2 separate regions of the Rattus norvegicus genome follow, and region 1 is linked to region 2. The links are chromatin contacts, called in public Hi-C maps. All regions are on one chromosome and are shown on one strand. Each heading gives the region's core, a stretch centred on a gene start, on an enhancer-like site or on the middle of the called end of the contact. The rest is flanking DNA. Distances are from core to core; before and after follow the strand shown.

Evidence for each region. Hi-C and Micro-C count contacts between places; a contact is called where the count stands out from the background.
Region 1: a Hi-C map of the A7r5 cell line shows a contact between it and region 2, with 2.0 times the contacts expected there. The contact joins the promoter of Tmem269 here to the enhancer-like site in region 2. A contact is called at or near these places in 8 of 12 Hi-C or Micro-C datasets (the A7r5 cell line, Schwann cells, frontal cortex and 4 more).

Annotation. Positions count from the first base shown.
Region 1 is chr5:138,113,695-138,117,178 of GRCr8, reverse strand. Tmem269 (transmembrane protein 269) reads left to right here and starts at 1,890. Exons shown (of 7, transcript NM_001134627.2): 1 at 1,890-2,004; 2 at 2,984-3,055. The coding sequence starts at 2,989.
Region 2 is chr5:138,046,012-138,049,360 of GRCr8, reverse strand. No RefSeq gene overlaps it. Among named protein-coding and RNA genes, the nearest start is that of Zfp691, 23 kb to the left of the region's middle. Within about 2 kb of position 1,975, at least 10 of the 93 cell types and tissues checked have an H3K27ac peak or open chromatin away from gene starts, as enhancers often do. A contact at or near this core is called in the A7r5 cell line, where this site is marked.

The DNA of each region.
Region 1 (3,484 bases), core at 641-3,140, 68 kb before region 2:
CGCAAGGCTCTGTGTGACCCTCCATGGAGACAGTAGAGGGCAATGGTATGGTGTTGGCTGCATTTGTAGCATACTCTTGGCCCCAGCTTGTTCTTTTAGTTTTCAGACACCCAGGTCCGACTTCTGTTGTTAAATCCACGTGTGACTTAATGTTTTTCCACCTGTCCACTCACTTTGTTCCCAGAAATATGCAATAGAAAGGGTGGAGCTAAGAGGCCATGTGACACCTGTCCACTCACTTTGTTCCCAGAAATAAGGACTCTGGGGCTTAATATTTCATGAATAAATGCCTAGGCTGAAAGTTTTTACTTGTTCCCTGACTAGCTCATAACTTATTTAATTCTAGTCTAAGTCCGGCCATGTGGCTGGTTACCTGGTCTGCAGTTTCATATGACCATCTTCTGTGTTTGGGGCAAATCTCCCATGCCCGACTGTCTTCAGAGTCCTTGCTGGATGACCCACCTTCTAACCCTGCCTCTGCTCACTGTCCATAGGCCTGTTTATTGACAGGCCAGGCTTCCATACGCTGCACAAGAGATTATCTCTACAGACTTTAGTGTCAGATTCTTCTCAGGTCTGAGCTCTGCAAGTTCTTATTTTAATGTTAGGTGCTGGGGTTAAGTCAGGGGCCTTTGCATACACTGAAAAAGTGCATATAATAAAGCCATGTCCTCATCCCAGGTCCACTGATGACTAATGGTGGAGTTGATAGTAAATGAACTATTTGATCCACCATTTCCATGAGTAGAACAAGACTGGATACAGTGGCAAGGCCATTTCAAGGCCCAGGGAGATACTGTGCACAGCCTCTAGCCGTATGTATCTGATGGCCTCTGAGCTCATGCTAGATTCCCCTCTCCCTTGCTGATTATGGTGTCACATGGCCTCTTAGCTCCACCCTTTCTATTGCATATTCTCTGGGCCCTGGATACTCTTGCTACTTCAATTTAGCCTCAGTGTGGTGTGGATGTGGGACAGCTGAGGATGGATCCTACCTAGAATATTATCCAGCACTGTTTCTTTCCAAGCCTATGAGCACTTGAACATGAGTTCAAGGCTAGCCTCAGCTACATAGTTTCAGCCAGCCTGGTCTACAGTGTGGGGTAGTGTCTTAAGAGAAAAATGAAACAAAAAGGGTTTACTGACCCATGTTGTAGTCCACGCCTTTAATCTCAGCACTTGGGGGACAGAGACAGGTGGATCTCTAGAGTTTGAGGCCAGTCTAGTCTACAGAGCAATTTTCAAGACTGCCAGGGCTACACAGAGAACCTCTGTCTGGGGGTCGGGAGTGGGTCTTCTATAGCACACTATCCATTCAACTGCTCCATCTGGAACCTTCTGGAAAGCTTTCATCCTTGCTTAGGGCCTCCCTTACTCTTGCAATTCCTCTCACACTGGCTACCTCTCCATTCCCTGACATAGCTTCCGTCTTTTACAGTGACTTTCTGAAAGAACCTGACTTAAAAACATTGTCTTCATGTTTGGGTCTCAATTCCTCAGACCCTCATCTTCCTGAGAAATGTTACTATATGTTTATACCACCTTTTACGTACAACAATCCGAGCCTATAAAAGGCCATACCGACTTGGAGCTGACATTTAAGGTGCTCTTCACGTTGTGGACCCCAGCCTGCTTTTTACAGTCTTCACCTCACTCCCAGCTGATCTCTAACCCCCAGACACTCAACAGCCGGAGTCTGCACCAAGCAGAAGTCAGAATGAGCCCAGGATGGCTCTATCCAGGTTCATGTGGGTGGAGAAAGCAGGCCCCTCCCCTAAAATCTTCCATGCTCCGCCTCGTGCCGCCCACTACAAGAGCTGTAAATTGAGGGTCTGGTGCCTCTGTCCAAGGACTCTGCAGCCCCTCCCCTGTCCTCTGGATTGTGAGCTAAGAGCCAGGTTAAGAGGCTGGACCCGCATCGATGCACCCTCACCTGGGCTGGACCCTCTGCCTCAAAAGGCAGCGGGAAAGCCTCAGCCTCATCTAGGAATGTTTGATCCCCAGGTAAGTTTTCCCCACTGACATAGAGCAGGTGGGGCAAGAAAGAGGGACAGGCGCATCAGGCCAGCCAGTGCCTTGTCATCAGACAAAATTGGGTTTAACCGGGTTACCCGGACAACCTGCGGGAGGCTGGCGAGAGACTAGTGTTGTGTCCTGTTCTCAAGAGGTCAGGTCTGTGCAGGAGATGGCCTCTGGCCTCCGGGAAAGAATGGCAATGTACGCGATGAGGAAGGACAAGAGACACCATTGCTGGAAAGTACACCTTCATTCTTACCAGCCTCTCATGCTGCCTGGTGAGGGAACGCTTATCCCTTAGTCCTCTTTCTAGAAACACAGAGTCATGTGAGCTCTGGAGTACCGCCCGGGCGGGTTCTCACCAACAGTTCCCGTTCCTCAATTCCTCCCCAATTCATTTCAGTCCCACGTGGGGCTGGCCCACAGTCACTTCTGGGAGGGCCCCAGCTCAGACTTCCCCAACTTCACCTCCAGTCACTTGTGTTTTGGGAACCAAGAATTGCTGCATTTTTAATTTTCTTTGGCAATCACACCCAACCTTCCATTCTGGTACATGTCACCAGAATGATATGGGTGAAATTCTCCCTTGTCCTTGCCCTTGCCCTTGCCCCAGACTTTGCTTCCTGGTATACCCAGGGCAACTGGAACATGCCTAGTTGCACATAGCATGTCTCCTCAAGAATCTAACATTCCATCAAGACTATATCATCCGAAGTCGGCACATGGGTCTTGTTCTATTTACCCAAATATGCAAAGCACGGCACAGGGAGGCACTGGAAAGAAGGAGATGAATAAATGATAAGGGTTGAGCAGTTGCCTGGGGTGCTTCATGGAAGGGGTTTCATCTAAAATGGCTTCTCAAAGGCCTCAATGAAGAGGGCTAGATTCTGGGTACTTTAGAGTCAGTGCAGCAAGAGGGCCTAGGAGGTGTACTGTATGAATTAACATTGAACACTTTTATTGTCAGGCCTCATGCTTGGCACAAGAGGCTCCAATCTGCACCCAAGTTGCATCCCCTCTAGGAAAAAAAGAAGACAAGGTAGGCAAAGTCAGTAAAGAATGCCAGGTGTTACACGGTGAGCACAAGAAGCCTTCTGAGACAAGTGCTTACAAGCTCTGCAGGCACCAGAAGGCTCGTCAAAGACGACCAATCAAAGACCCAAGGAAGTACCCAAGAGAGGGGTTTCAGTGGGGCTGGAGAATGGGAGCTGGAGAGGTAGGCAGGGCTGCTGTGGGGCAGGACTCCAGACTGAAGAATTCAAGAAGCTGGCATATGGGGGCTGGGGATTTAGCTCAGTGGTAGAGCGCTTACCTAGGAAGCGCAAGGCCCTGGGTTCGGTCCCCAGCTCCGAAAAAAAGAACCAAAAAAAAAAAAAAAAAAAAAAAAGAAGCTGGCATATGACCAGATCTGCTCCTTCAGGGCTGGGCACAGACCAGCTTCAGCTGTACCCCTCCTCTGAGAGCCTCC
Region 2 (3,349 bases), core at 726-3,225:
CAGCCAAGGCTGTCTGTCCCCTGACCTACACACACACAACAGGCACAAATGGTTTTCCAAGTGAAAATAAAAATGTAATAAACTTATCAGTTAGAAGACAAAGTGTTTTCATATTAGTTAAGGAAATATGTCCCTAGGCTGATTTATTGACTCTCAAGGGTTCCACTTTGTTCCAACATCGCCACCTAGGGGACGAAGCTTGAATTCTGGGGAGCGTCTTAGTCAGGGTTTCTATTCCTGCACAAACATCATGACCAAGAAGCAAGTTGGGGAGGAAAGGGTTTATTCAGCTTACACAATCACATTGCTGTTCATCACCAAAGGAAGTCAGGAGTGGAAATCACACAGGACAGGAAGCCAGAGCTGATGCAGAGGTCATGGAGAGACGTGATTTACTGGCTTACTTCCCCTGGCTTGCTCAGCTTGCTCTGTTGTAGAACCCAGGGACGGCACCACCCACAACAGGCTGGGTCTTCCCCCTGGATCACTAGTTGAGAAAATGCCTTACAGCTGGGTCTCATGGAGGCATTTCCTCAACTGAGGCTTCTCTTTCTGTGATAACTTCAGCTTGTGTCAAGTTGACACACAAAACCAGCCAGTACAGGGAGGCAGAAGCAGTTGTATCTCTGAATTCAAGGCCAGCCTTGTCTACAGAAAGAATTCCAGGACAGTCAGGGCTACACGGAGAAATTCTGTCTGGAGGGTGGGGGTGGGGAGAGGGGTAGATCCAAGCTGCACCTAGAAAGTTGAAGTTAAAAAGATTCACAAAAACATACCAAGCCATTACCGCTCACAAGAAGTCTAGTGCACAGCTTTAAGATCAGAAAAGAGACACTAGAGAAAAAGAAGCACTATAGTCAAAGGGCCACAGAGGGCTGGAAAGGTGGCTCTGTGGCCGAGAGAGGCTGGGGTTCTTGGAGAGGGCATGGGCAGGTTGCCAGCGTCCATGCGGACAGCTCACAGTAAGTCTTGCTCCAGGGCATCTGACACCTTCCTCTGGCCTCCATAAATACCTGCACATACAGGTCCAGGCACACACATGTACATGTGAAACTAATAAAGATTCTTTTTAAAGGGCTACGTTTAAAAATTATAAGCCATCAGAAATATATAATTCCAGAATGATAAGCATCTCCAATAAAGACTTTTTAATGTATTGTATTTTATTTATGCTTATGCATATATGGAGGTCAGAGGATGACTTGGAGAATCCAGTTCTCTCCTTTCACCGTGAGGCTTGCAGGGATCAGACTCAGGAGGTAAGGATTGCAGCAAGCACATTTAGTCACTGAGCCAGAAACCATCTCAAGAGGCTGAAGAACACAGCCAAAGACTGTATCCCAGCACTTCCGAGGCTGAGGCAGGAGGGTAGCCTGGGCTCTAGAGTGAGACCTTGACACAAAAGGAAATAAACAGGCAGGCAAGATTTCTCAGTGGGTAAAGGCCCCGAGGTCAAGACTGACAGCCCCAGTTCAACACTGGGACCCACAGAGTGAAAGGAGAGAAGTGACTCTGGCAAGTTTTTCTCTGACTTCCTTATGTGTGCTGTGGTATGCATACCACACGCATGTGCACATACGATGAATAAATACATAAAAATGTATAAAGATTAAAACACAAAACAAGTATCCACTAATTGTAATACAAGTTTTCTTTGTTTTGTTTTTAAAAGATTTATTTATTTATTAATAAGTACACTGTCGCTGTCTTCAGACACACCGGAAGAGGGCATCAGATCCCATTACAGATGGTTGTGAACCACCATGTGGTTGCTGGGAATTGAACTCAGGACCTCTGGAAGAGCAGTCAGTGTTCTTAACCACTGAGCCATCTCTCCAGCACCCCCGTTTTGTTTTTTACAAGCTAGAGGAGCTTGCAAATGTATCAGCTCATTGCACAAGGGTATAATTTGAGTCCATCAGAAGTCCTGCGTTGTCATGGTGACTTTAAAAAGGGCTCACTATATCTACTGTGACTCAGAGAGAAACAGCCTGGAGGATTGCAAAGCTCGGGTCCTGTCCCGGGTGTCAAGTTTCTGACTGATAGTGATATGGTGTGAATAAATTATCTACCCACCAGCCTCCACGTAAGATGTCAAACTTGGCCTTCCTGTGCGGGACATGAGGTCACAGTCAGGAACTGTTGAGCTGGCCACCTCGGCTTGGCCGCCTGAGAACTTAACTCTAGCGCAGCTGTGAATTGCTGACCCTGTAATGTGAGCTCTGGATGTGCTGGAACGTTCCCCCTGCTGACTAATGGCTTTTTCCAAACCCAAACGTCCAGGATTAAATACAGTTTACGGCTCTCCCACCCAAAGGCACCAGATCACGAAAAGTGAGCAGGCCTGCTCAGTACCTGGAGGGGAGAATCAATACAGAGCTGATAAAGAGATTAAGCAGCCTAGGCTAATAATTTTGTGTTTAAAGTAAGATTGTGTGCATGTGTTTCACCTTACAGGTGAGATTTTAAAATAATCTGGCCTATTACAGAATCCGATAGGTCAGTGTAATTGGATTAGGGCTCATGAGCTATAAGAAAATTTTGTTAAGTCCATAAAACGGTATTGTAATATTTGACAACTAGACTCGCTGAGTTTGTTTCCTTCTTTTCTTTTTGTCTCAAGACAAGGTTTTCTCTGTGTAGCCCTGGCTGTCCAGAAACTCATTTAGTAGACCAGGCTGGCTTTGAACTCAGATGTCTGCCTGCCTCTGCCTCCTGAGTGCCGGGCTGACTGTGCCATCACTGCCTGGCAAGCTTACATTTATACATTCTTTGTAAAGTACTTGGGCAGGACTTGTTTGCTGGGGGGTAGGAACTGGATTAGCCAGGAATACAAAAGCGTAAACAAAAAGAGAGCACGAAGTGTACAAATTCAGTTCAAAATACGTAAATATGTCAAATTTGTAAGTTTATAAGTGAAATTCAGCAAAGTTTAGCTTATTTTGTGTTATCTGAACAATAATACAAGATCTCCTTAAGCCCAGTAATTATCTTATACCATGTACATTTGGGGGTTGTTTTTGTGTTATGAGTTGGGGTCTCAAACCTGTGATCCTCCTGCCTCTGTCTCTAAGTGTTGTGTTTACCAGTATGAGCCACGTGAGTGGCTGGGTCCTTTGTTTATGTGTTTGTTTTTGTTTTTAGAAAGGACATCTAGGAGGGGTTGGGACTGTATAGCTCAAGGTGGCTTTGAACTGATGACAGTGCTCCTGCCTCAGTCCCCAAGTGCTGGGATTATAGATGAGAGCTACTAGACCTGACTCTAAATTGTATACTTTTTTTTCATTGATGTACATTCACTGTACACAGTGGGTGGTTTTAAAACATATTTATGTGTCTGAGTGTTTTG